Regions from separate parts of the Mus musculus genome. Here regions 1, 2 and 4 are each linked to region 3. Evidence: chromatin contacts called from public Hi-C, Micro-C and promoter capture Hi-C data. All regions are on one chromosome and are shown on one strand. The core of a region is the stretch at or near the end of the contact, and the rest is flanking DNA. Distances in the headings are between cores, read along the strand shown. Region 1 overlaps Gm42354 (a long non-coding RNA gene). Region 2 has its middle 52 kb from the start of Gm13070. Region 3 holds the start of Pik3cd (phosphatidylinositol-4,5-bisphosphate 3-kinase catalytic subunit delta). Region 4 holds the start of Ube4b (ubiquitination factor E4B).

Evidence for each region. Hi-C and Micro-C count contacts between places; a contact is called where the count stands out from the background. Capture Hi-C pulls out chosen DNA fragments and counts their contacts.
Region 1: a Micro-C map of the G1E-ER4 cell line shows a contact between it and region 3, with 8 times the contacts expected there. The contact joins the enhancer-like site here to the promoter of Pik3cd in region 3. A contact is called at or near these places in 3 of 484 Hi-C or Micro-C datasets (the G1E-ER4 cell line and embryonic stem cells), 1 of 115 datasets of contacts at active chromatin or transcription factors (embryonic stem cells) and 1 of 9 other capture datasets (adipose tissue).
Region 2: a Hi-C map of regulatory T cells shows a contact between it and region 3, with 1.6 times the contacts expected there. The contact joins the enhancer-like site here to the promoter of Pik3cd in region 3. A contact is called at or near these places in 3 of 484 Hi-C or Micro-C datasets (CD8 T cells, embryonic stem cells and regulatory T cells) and 2 of 115 datasets of contacts at active chromatin or transcription factors (large pre-B cells and memory CD8 T cells).
Region 4: a contact with region 3 is called in a promoter capture Hi-C map of liver. The contact joins the promoter of Ube4b here to the promoter of Pik3cd in region 3. A contact is called at or near these places in 2 of 39 promoter capture datasets (hippocampal neurons and pre-B cells) and 2 of 9 other capture datasets (liver and pancreatic islet).

The regions. Positions count from the first base shown.
Region 1 is chr4:149,797,590-149,800,289 of GRCm38.p6, reverse strand. All of the region lies in intron 1 of Gm42354 (a long non-coding RNA gene), which reads right to left. Among named protein-coding and RNA genes, the nearest start is that of Gm42354, 8.2 kb to the right of the region's middle. Within about 2 kb of position 1,394, at least 53 of the 459 cell types and tissues checked have an H3K27ac peak or open chromatin away from gene starts, as enhancers often do. A contact at or near this core is called in the G1E-ER4 cell line, adipose tissue and embryonic stem cells, where this site is marked.
Region 2 is chr4:149,848,915-149,851,701 of GRCm38.p6, reverse strand. No RefSeq gene overlaps it. Among named protein-coding and RNA genes, the nearest start is that of Gm13070, 52 kb to the left of the region's middle. Within about 2 kb of position 1,366, at least 15 of the 459 cell types and tissues checked have an H3K27ac peak or open chromatin away from gene starts, as enhancers often do. A contact at or near this core is called in regulatory T cells, where this site is marked.
Region 3 is chr4:149,662,043-149,664,742 of GRCm38.p6, reverse strand. It overlaps Pik3cd (phosphatidylinositol-4,5-bisphosphate 3-kinase catalytic subunit delta), which reads left to right and starts at 1,427. Exons shown (of 22, transcript NM_001164052.1): 1 at 1,427-1,599. The coding sequence starts at 1,459.
Region 4 is chr4:149,425,314-149,428,013 of GRCm38.p6, reverse strand. It overlaps Ube4b (ubiquitination factor E4B), which reads left to right and starts at 1,383. Exons shown (of 27, transcript NM_022022.3): 1 at 1,383-2,132. The coding sequence starts at 2,109.

The DNA of each region.
Region 1 (2,700 bases), core at 145-2,644, 140 kb before region 3:
ATGAATGAGTCACAGAGGAGTCAAGGTCAGATCCGAGAGGCAGGGAAGTACAGCAGCCAATCCCAGCGCCCTTTAGCGGCTATCCTGTGCGGCTACCCAGGATGCTGCTTGCAGCTTCGATGACCTCTCCCTGGCTCCGGCGCTGATGCCAGTCAGAGCTTCCCCGCTTTCCCTTCCTTTCCATTGTAAACACATCAACGGCTGACCACTGCCCGAGACCAGTCATCACTATTCAGTTTAAAAACCCCCTGAGAGACCATGGAACCGGCTCCGTCAATGCAGCGCCTGCGGCCCAGCACGAGGACTTGCGTTCTGATGACCAATGTCCTTGTGAACACATCGGTCATGTGATGCACATCTAGAGTCCCAGGACTGCCAGAGGTCTGGTACCCGTGGACTTCTGGAACTCACTGGCAAGTCAGCCTAACAAAGTTACTAAACTTCCATGAGAGAATCTGTCTCAAAAATATGAAGACTGAGTGAAAAAAAAAAAAAACATGTACTCTTAATTTCTGCCTTCTACACACACAAACACACACACACACACTTCCCTCTGAGGCTAAGGAAAGACAGCTGCACCTGGCCCAGCCAGCTCTCCTCAGAGCTGAGAGGTCAAAAGTCTGACATTTTTTGGACCCCACACAAAAAAATTAATTCCTAGACTGGAGAGAGACTCAGCAGTTAGAACACATGGTAGGTTTACTGTTTGGTTCCCAGCACCTATAGGAATGACTCATGACCACCCGTAATGCCAGCTCTGAGAAATCTGCCCTCTTCTGGCCTCTAAGTTACCTGCATTGTGCTTTTGTGCGTGCATGCACCCCACACCCCCACACCCACCCATGCACTCAAAAATTTAAAAATAATAAATATTTTTAAAAGTTTCAACTGTATTATAAAGTCTGCCTGGGTGGTCTTTATGAAAAATAGTTCGTGATTTCTTTTGTAGAAGAGCCCCCACCCCCACCCCCCACCCGTAAATGGGAAAATCCTGGCACCATCTTGAGACGGTGCTGAAAGGCGCTTTCTCTGAGGACTTCCTTCTGACTTGTAAATTAAGAACAAAGCTCCATTCTGCCCCTGTCTAAAGAAGGACACAGTTAGGGGCAGATGTTTTAAGGGTCATCCCCCACACCATGAGCCCACGTTTGATACTCATGGTCGATATATTTGTCCCAAGGGATAGTGGGATAAAAGTCAGGCAGTGGTAAACAGATGCTGACCCATTCATTGTTTGAGCTGGGATTTGTTCAAGTGCAGATTCTCACTGAGGGGAAAGGGGCGTGGAGAGAAAAATCAGAGCATGAGACAAACAAGTCCTACCCCTGCTCAGACTCACTAACAACTAGACCTGTTGCCTAGAGTGCGTGACTGCAACAGGAACCACCCACCAACAAGAGTCCAGTGCCTCCCCCACCCCCAAGGGACTGATGGCTCCCAGGCTAGCTGGGAGGAAGGCTGGGAGCAGAGAGAGGCAGCCCCATGTGACTTCCCGGGAGCCTGTTTGTTTATTCTGGTGAGACAGGCAGACAAACTCCCAGCTGGCCTGGGAACTGTCACAAAGCTACAGTTACTTGCCTCTGACCCCTGAACTCCAGACCTGCATCTCTCTTTTCCTTTGTCATTTACCATTGTTGCTGTTGGCTTTTTGAGATGGGATCTCTCACTCACATGCAGATGGTCCCTTGTTGAAAGGAGCATGTGAGAGAAGAAGAGACAGCCGCCTAGAGCGTAAGACAGTCTATGACCTCCCAACATTACCACAGAGGACCAAAATTCCAACCACTGAGGGACACGCTCATGGCAGGGACCAGTTAACAGATGAGTTGAGGGTCACTAAATCTAGTTCTTTCCACACCCACTGGTGACAGTGAGAAGATGATACCAGGGAAGGTGCCATGCCTCACTGTGGAGGCTGCTCTACCTCAGGAGCTGTGTGGCACTTGCCTCAGATGGGCTCTGATGCTGCCAGGCTGGCTGCTTGGATCCTGTTCCTAACTCTGTAGCCGCAATAGTGTCTTCATCTGGCTGAGCCAGAGCCCTGCAGTGCTTGCTTGCAAAATTCTCTCTCTCTCTCTCTCCCTCTTTCCCTCTCCCTCTTTCCCTCTCCCTCTCCCTCTTTCCCTCTCCCTCTCCCTCTCCCTCTCCCTCTCCCTCTCCCTCTCCCTCTCCCTCTCCCTCTCCCTCTCCCTCTCCCTCTCCCTCTCCCTCTCCCTCTCCCTCTCCCTCTCCCTCTCTCTCTCCTCTGTTTGTGTGTGTGTGTGTTAGGTGGTAGGTGTCTTCCTCTCACTGTCTTCTCCTTTGAACCTAGAGCTTACCATTCATCTAGACACCATGGCCAGAAAGTTCTGCGATTGGCCTATCTCTGCCCCCCTAATCCCCAACACCCTCCTCCCAACCCAATGCAAGGATTATAGACAGGGACCATCATGCCCGGCTTTCGCATAATGTTGGGTATCTAAACTTAGGTCCCATGCTTGCCCAGTGACCATTCTACCCACTGAACCATTCCTAGTCCCTGCTTGGGTTGGTTTTTTTTTTTAACAAAACAAAACAAACAAACAAAAATCAGGGTTTTTCTTTGGCCTAGAGCCTGCCAATCATGCTAGGCTTGGCTGGCCAGCAGTCCCAGGAACCCTATCTGCACCCCCAGCACACCAGAGCACCTAGCTTTTAACCATGGGCTCTGGGGATAGAGCC
Region 2 (2,787 bases), core at 117-2,616, 190 kb before region 3:
AGCTGGTGTAGCACATATCAGACAGGCACTGGCCACTTGCTTCTCCGTTCATTCGCATGACGGCGTCATCCACTTTGTCGGGTGTAAAGTCACCATTTTTATATGATGACTTATCTGTGTCTCTCCAGCCTAGGATGCTACTTTGTCTCAGAGAATGGCCTATCCATTCTTCCAGCTTTCCAGACTACCAACTCCAATGGCGCCTTCATCCCACCCCACATTTGCTGGCAGACTCTATTGACTTTTTTTCTTCAAAAGAGATACAGAAGTAGAATTAAGTGGTGGAGAGAGATGTCTCCTAAATCCCAGCGGGCTTGCCTGGCTTACAACTTGGGTGCTCTGCAGGAAGGCTGAGTCTGTCTCTTTAAGGCATGGAGCATCTGGCCGTAGCTGTGTGGTACCCTTCTGTGGCCTCCTGGTCTTCTGTCCCCAAACTGAATACTTCTTCCTCTTCCAAAATAGTTTTCTTCTCTTAATGGTGCTTTTGAGGAATATCCTTGTACATGAATCTTTCCCAACTTGTCTGTAGATATATTTCTATAAATGAAACTTCTGGGAAAAAGAGTTTCCTAATTATCTTCCAGAGAGGGCGTTCTGGGGTGCAAGCCCACAAGCAATTTACAAGATCGCCTGCTGTCTTCTCCGCCCCAGCAACTCCAGGAATTTTCCTCCTTTTAATCTTTGCCAATCTGATAAGGGGAAACGATTATCTCACTGTTGCTTTAATTTGCATTTCTTTGATTACGAGGGAGATTGGACTCCTCTCCAGACTCTCCCTACACTTCTTCAGTCAGGTTTTGGAGCTAAACTCGGGGGCCTTACGCGTATTCCCGTTCAGTTTTATCTCACTGGGATTAACCGAGCATTCCTTTCTCTTGAGATAATTTTGGATCCCAATGTTGCAATTCCAACAGATTGGCCATCCTTCCCCGTCTGGGGCTATTTGCACAGTCGATAAGAAGCTATCTTTGGCCTCATCCAAGTTGTTGATAGAATGCTAAGGAGATTAAAGCCAAGGACAGAATTTCTTGGCATGCCACAAGAGAATTCTTTGGAATGACACTGTCCTATCTATTGGATCCCATATCACCATGCCCTAGAATTTTAGTGGTATAAAGAAGCCTTTACCTGGGACATAGGACATGGGCACAAATTCTAGTTCTGGCCCTTTTTAGCTGTGCAAAACAGTGTTTCCTTCCTTAGAGATACGCCTCGAGCTTCAGTAGGCTTTCGTCACTGTGTTTTGGTCCATCAGAGTTTCAAAAAAAAAAGTAGAAAAACCACCGTGAGCAGCTTGGATGCTCGCTGCACTCATTTTGTTTCCTAAAACTTTCAAAGGCATTCGTTAGGGAGTCAAAGTCACCTTCCTATATACCAGCCAAGCATGGGCGTGACCTCTTGCTACAGAATTCTGCCTAGAATCAACCCTAGACGTCACTGGTCTCACTCGAGATCTTAAAATCTCAGTTTGTGAGGATGTGGCTCAGTTGATAGAGTGCTCAGCTAGCATGCAGGAGGCCCTGGGTTTAATTCACAAGGCACACATTCTCAGAACTGGGGCGGCAGAGGCAGGAGGTGGAGGCAGGTTTATTGTCAGCTGTAGATGTGCTGGCTCCATTATGGCCCAAGCTATAGTCATCTAAGAGAAGGGCACTTTAATTGAGAAGATGCCTCCATAAGAACAGGCTGTAAGCAAACCTTGGAGCATTTTCTTAGTGGCTGATGAGCCAGCCCACTGTGGGCGGTGCCATCCCTAGGCTGGTGGGTCTGGATACAGTAAGAAAACAGATTGAGTAAGCCAGTAAGCAGCACCCCTCCATGGCCTCTGCATCAGCGTCTGCCTCCAGGTTCTTGCTCTTGTTTGAATTCCTGCCCTGTCTTCCTTCAATGATGGACTACAATGTGTGCCACATAAACCCTCCCCTCCTGAAATTACTTTGGTCATCATGACAATAGCAACCCTGACAAAGACAGCAGAGTTCAGGAACAACCTGAGATATATGAAATCCTGCCTCAAAAAAAAAAAATCACATAAATCCAGCTTGTTGCCTCTGGGCTTCATGGCTCATCACAGCACCCTGATGTATCAGAGGTGCTCAGGATCCCCTGTCAAAGCTTGTCTGTCCTAAGCTCCCTTTCAAGTCATGCATGAGAAAGCCTCTGGGTAGACCTCCTATCTTTCAGGCTCAGACGGGACAGTGTGATAGGAGAAAGGTTCAGAAGAAAACGGGAGTAGTGGTTCACTCTTGTAATGCCGGCACTTGAGAGGCTGAAACACAGTTGCTGTAAGTTCAAGACCAGCCTGGCTCTGTCAAATGGTTTCATCTGAGAACGAGAAAAGTGTTTTCAAGGCCAACAAACAGCAGCAACTGAAACCATGAGAAGCCAAGACAAAACAGCTTCCACAGCCCTGCAAGAGAAAGTGTCAGCCTACCCAAGGATATCACCCCAAGCACGTTACACCCTGAGTCACTTCAGAATCGAGGCCAGACACGATTATTCCCAGGAAAGAACAGATGTTCACTCCATGTAACAGACAAGAACGAAAGGGGACATTGGGTCCCCATTTAACTGATATGATGACAGGATCACCCTGATCTCTTGGCTTCTTTTTTTTTTTTTTTTTTAGATTACTTATTTCTATTTTATGTATATCAGGGTTTTGCCTGAATAAATGAATGTGCTCTGTGTGCATGCTTGGTGCCCACAGAAGCCAAACGAGGATGTCAAGTCCCCTGGCTCTTGAGTTACAGACACTTGTGAGCCACCTCGTGGGTGCTGGGAACT
Region 3 (2,700 bases), core at 178-2,677:
TGAATGCAGAGGGGTGTGTGTGTGTGTGTGTGTGTGTGTGTGTGTGTGTGTGTGTTGGTAAGTACTCTACCAACTGACCCACACACCCTCAGCCTAGAATTCTGGTTTTTTTTAAAGAATTAAAATAGGGCAGGCACAGTGGTGCACTCCTTTAATCCCAGCATTTGGGAGGTTGAGGTTTCACAGAGTTTGAGGCCAACCTGGCCTACATAGTAGAGACTCTATTTCAAAAACAAAACCAAAAAACTAATCAAAATAATAAAGCATAAAGTAGACAAATTTGATTATATGAACATTAAAGCTTCTTTCAGCACTAAATGGGAAATCTGTGTGCCCCCCCCCCCTGTCTCCCCCTCCTCCAAGTCTGTGCAGTTGGGGGAGGGGGGGAGGGGGAGGGGGGGAGGCAGAAAGAATGCGGAAGCCCAAGGCTGGTGAGGAGGGTTGCAAGCAAGTGATGTTTTCTTGATATGATGTGGCTGTTGCATCCAGGGACTCACAGAGGCAGTAGGCTCCTTGCAAAGGACCTACCTGCACAAGCCTGGGTCTGTGGGTGTCCCACAGCTCGGCTCTGAAGAGTCACTAGGCAGGCAGGTTTTCAAAGCTCACTGAAAATACTAGGAATTGCTCATGAACGCACACTAGTAATAAGAGTATGAAAACATGCCTACAGTTGATTAAGTGGCTAGATTCCAGGTTGCAGTGACCTGGAAGGGGGAAGCTGGTGGCGACGGGGAGGGATTTGGTGACTGGGAGTGTGGGTGGTGAACACACCCTGTGTCCTGTGATCTGTTATGTTTTGTTATTGCTGTGGTGCTGTGGAGGGGGCAAGGGGTGGCTGAGGGTTGGCATGACCGATATCGTAACTCCTTAGATAAAGTCATGTATTCTTTCTCCGTGCGTGCGTGCGTGCGTGCGTGCGTGCGTGCGTGCGTGAGAGAGAGAGAGAGAGAGAGAGAGAGAGAGAGAGATCTCACGGTCATCAAGCTGGTTTTGAACTTACTATATAACCGAGGCTGGCTTTGCTCTCCTCCTGATCAGCCCCCTTCACCTCCCAACTATTGGAATTGTAAGCAGGTGCCACTGTGCTGTGGCCAGCTCGTCAGCGCTGGTTTTAAGCTAATTGGTCTCTGGCCAGAACATTTTTAAGAACTGAAGAGTTTTATCTTTGGTTTTCAAGCATCTACCTGTTCTTGTTTCCCACTGTGGGTCACCTGTCGGCCACAGTGCGGTCTTTTGGCCTATGGCATGTCCACCTGTAATAAGAAGCACCTCGGCCTATAGGGTGGCTTAAATTGGTGGGAGTCACAAGCCACCTAGGCAGGATGCTGCCTCATGTGTAGCAAGCTTTGCATGTCCTCCTGTGGCCCAGATCTGGCCGTCCCATTGGCCAAAGCCTTAGTTCATCATGCCTTTGCCTTTCCCACAGGAAAACAGACCTCAGAGAAGTAACACAACAGGATGCCCCCTGGGGTGGACTGCCCCATGGAGTTCTGGACCAAAGAGGAGAGCCAGAGCGTGGTTGTTGACTTCTTGCTGCCCACAGGGGTCTACTTGAACTTCCCCGTGTCCCGCAATGCCAACCTCAGCACCATCAAGCAGGTAGAGCCATGGCCGCTTCTCACACCTTGATGCTCAGGGAGACACTGTTCACAGACACAGAATTTCAGGGCAAAAACTGTGTGTGGGAACTGACCAGAGGCAGGCAGCCTTGGCTGCCATTTCTCAGGAGCAGGGCACCTTATTTTCCTTTCCCCCTCCCCTCCCCTCCCCTCCCCCTCCCGTCCCCCTCCTGTCTCCTCCTCCTCCTCCTTCTCCTCCTCCTCCTCCTTCTTCTTCTTCTCTCTCTCTCTCTCTCTCTCTCTCTCTCTCTCTCTCTCTCTCTCTCTCTCTCTCGATATAGGATCTCACTGGAGTAGGCTATACTATCTGGCCAGCAAGTCAACCTTTCTCCACCTCTTCCATACTGGGATTGCAAAAGAGTGCTATTATCCCCAGCCACTTGTTTTGTTTATAATTTACTTATTTTTATTTCATGCATATAGGTATCCACCATATGTGTGTCTGGTGTGCAACAGGGGCCACAATAGGGCTTTGGGTCCCCTGAAACCAGAGTTACAGATGGCTTTGAGCCACCATATTCTGCCGAGAATTGAACAGAGGCAGCCAGTGCTCTTAACTGCTGTGTCATCTGTCCAGTCCCCCTCTGCCTCTAAAATGTGGATTCCGAGGAACTGACTCTGTCCTGATGCTTACAAAGCACATGTCCTACCCGCTGAGCGCTTACCCTCAGCTCTTACCCTCAGCCCTTAGATGTGAAGTCTACAAGATACAATTTCTAAGAATTGTCTCAAAACCTGTGGTTTAAACTCCACTTATCATTCCAAAGTCAGCTTCCCCTTTAACAGTATGCATTTCCCTTTACTAGATTGCTAGATTGCGAGCCAGCTTTGGGGCTGCCTCTGGCTGGGCTCGCATCCCGCTCATGACTGGGCGGTCATTTTCGGAACCACTCTGTCCACAGAGCAAGGGCCTTGCAAGCCAACTCGTCTTTAGAGTTGTCACCCCGGCAGTAAACACCATTGTTAGAAAGAGGTTTGGGGTTTGCTGAATCATTTTCAGGGTGATTTACTGAGTGAGCATCGCACACATCTGGATGGCATTTGGTGGTTTCTGTCTATGACTTAGACAGGGCTCTGCAAC
Region 4 (2,700 bases), core at 134-2,633, 240 kb after region 3:
CTGAAATTAAAGAGCAATGATGTTAAAGAACTCTCACTACCCTAAAGCCATTGTATACTTTACTTGTGTGATTTAATCTGAGGCTACATGGCAATTATCATGTTTTCAGAAAAACAATGTAATTGACATCAGTGTAACTAGGGGTGCAAAATGGCTTACACAGAATTCATTTCCTGGAAAGTAGAATGCAGTCCTGAAAAGCCTGCAGCGATTTAATTTTACTCACAGACTCTTTGCATATCTAATAGTCATGTTCCCATTTTTAGCATGTAGCAAACAAATTGTAACTATTTTAGTCACTTCTTGTCCCCTTGGATAAGATCAACTGTAACTCTTTTAAACAGGAGTGGAATGTTTAAGATTATAGTTCAGCTAAGAGTAGCCGGTAATGAACCCTAGCACTTGGGAGGCAGAGGCAGGCAGATCTCTGTGAGTTCCAGGCCAGCGAGACCCTGTTTCAAATACATACATGTATACACATATACATACATTAATGTTATAGTTGGGTAATCTGTGATGGTGGTGCATACCCCAGCGTTCAGGCAGGATTTCAAATTTGGGGCTATCTGAAATACATAGCAAGATTCTGTCTCAAGAACAATTAAGAACGAGATGATTATGGCTTTTGTAAGCCATACGATATATACTTTGTGGCAAAATCTGGATTTTCACGGTTCTGTTAGATTTTTCAATTTGTATTTATACATTGATTGTAAAGTAAGTTTTTGTTGTCCGGCCGAGCTGGCATTACAAAGGGTTAGTTACTAAGTCATTGTTCAATACATTTCTCAATAATTTGAGTCTCTACACCCTTAAAGCAGAGCACCTCTCTAAAAGAACAAGGTAAAATAAAATTAAGATCCTGTTAGTTTTCTTCCATGGGTTTTCCTGGGGGAGGAAAAGAGTGGGACAAGGTATTTGCAGGATGGTGCTAAATGCTCCCTGCAGAAAGCAAATGTGTTTCCGATTCCTCAGTTCTTCTAATGTCTGTAGCCGGCTTGCAGCATCCTGGAGGATTTCCAAGTCACTCCACAGCAGGATCCACATGGGAACAAACTAGCACCGCAGAAACCCAAGGCGCAGGGGAGAGCCCGTGGAAGGGCCATATTCGGATTGGCACATCCTGCCCTCAGCAATTCTACCTGGGCCCCGCCCACCGCGCCCCTCGCCTCCGCTCAGTCTCCATGGTGACTGTCCGCCCCGCCTCCTCCTCGTCTCCTCTTAGCAGCCCCTCTCGCCCCTCCCCCCGCCTGGCGCCGCTCAGGGAAGAGGGGGTGGGGCAGGGGGCGGGGACAGGATGCAAGCGAAGAGGAAATCGGCGGCGCGACGCCCGCTGCTTATTGGCTGGCGAATCCCAGAGCGAGAAGCCCCGCCTCCCCGGCGAGGGTCACGTGACCCCTTTCAAAGATGGCCGCCCTGTTGTTTTGATGAATAATTCTTGGTGGGGCGAGGGGGTAAGAGTAGGGTTGGAGGGGTAGGAGGATTTACGCTTCCAGCGAGGGCTTCGCCAGTCCCGTCCCTCCCCTGCCCCCCACCGGGGTTCTCGCGTGGAGGCGGGGCGAGCCTGGCCTGCTTTTAGAGGGGAGGGGCTTCCCGGTCCGGTGCTGGGCTCTGCCTGGGCTGCTGTAGGGTCGCCGCGCCTCGGGGGCATCCAGTGTGCAGTGGAGCTGTTCCCGCCTGGGCCCAGGGGTGGGACCCGGAGCAGGGTCTGCGGGAGAAAAAAACGCAGCTGCCGCGTCACCGCCACGAAGACACGGCGCGCAGCGGGCACGAGCCGAGCTGGAGACCGCGCCGCCCGCCCTGGGTAACCTGGGAAGCTGAGGGGAGTCAGTGGCGCCTGGAGAGGACCCCATAGCGGTGGCCGTGGCCAGAGGCGGCAGCTCTGGGCGCTTGCTGCTGGAGGAGGCTGCGGCGGTGCGAGCGGCCGAAGCCAAGGCGATTCAGTGCCTCGTGTTCTTAGTTTTTAACCTCTGACTATGCAATTCTGAAACCTCCCCCATTGGGGGACCAGACAGCCCGATAGATACCTTCCACTCTTCCTTTGCTCCCGCCCTGGTCTCAAGAACTGAAGGATCTCTCTAACGCCTTTCACCATTAAGAGGAAAGCGATGGAGGAGCTGAGCGCTGACGAGGTGAGGAGGCTGGGGCGTGGGGGGGGGCACCTTGAAAGGATTACTTGGCAACTCTTTGGCGCTTTGGATGGGGACAGATTTTTGCCCTGGTGGTGTCGGGCTCTTGGGATTGGGGAGGCAACGGAGATGGCATTTTCAAGAATAATGAAATATAATGGAAGTAGTCATTCATCATCAGGTTGGCTGTATTGTAAGAAGCCCTTGGCTCCACTTTGGGCTACCGTCTCAGTATGTTTACTCGATCACTAAAATTCTCCAGAGATAGAGAATGCAAGAGGGTCTCTCGTTTTATTCTCCTTTATTCTCTCTCGTTTCTTCATTCGGAACTCCACTCGCTTTTCTTTCTTTTAGGGTCTGAAGACGGGGGTGGGGTGGTGAGGAGCATCTTGAAGGTGTTCAATCTTTTTAAAAGGGTGTTCGAGAAAGAGGGGCGCGATTTAGATCGTGGTATATTGTGTGTGTCTGCGTCGTCGGGGGTTTTAAAGAACAATTTTGCATAAAATCATGATGTTTAATGGCAGTTTTAAAGGGAAGGATTTGAAATCCCAGATACATGTGACCATTTCAT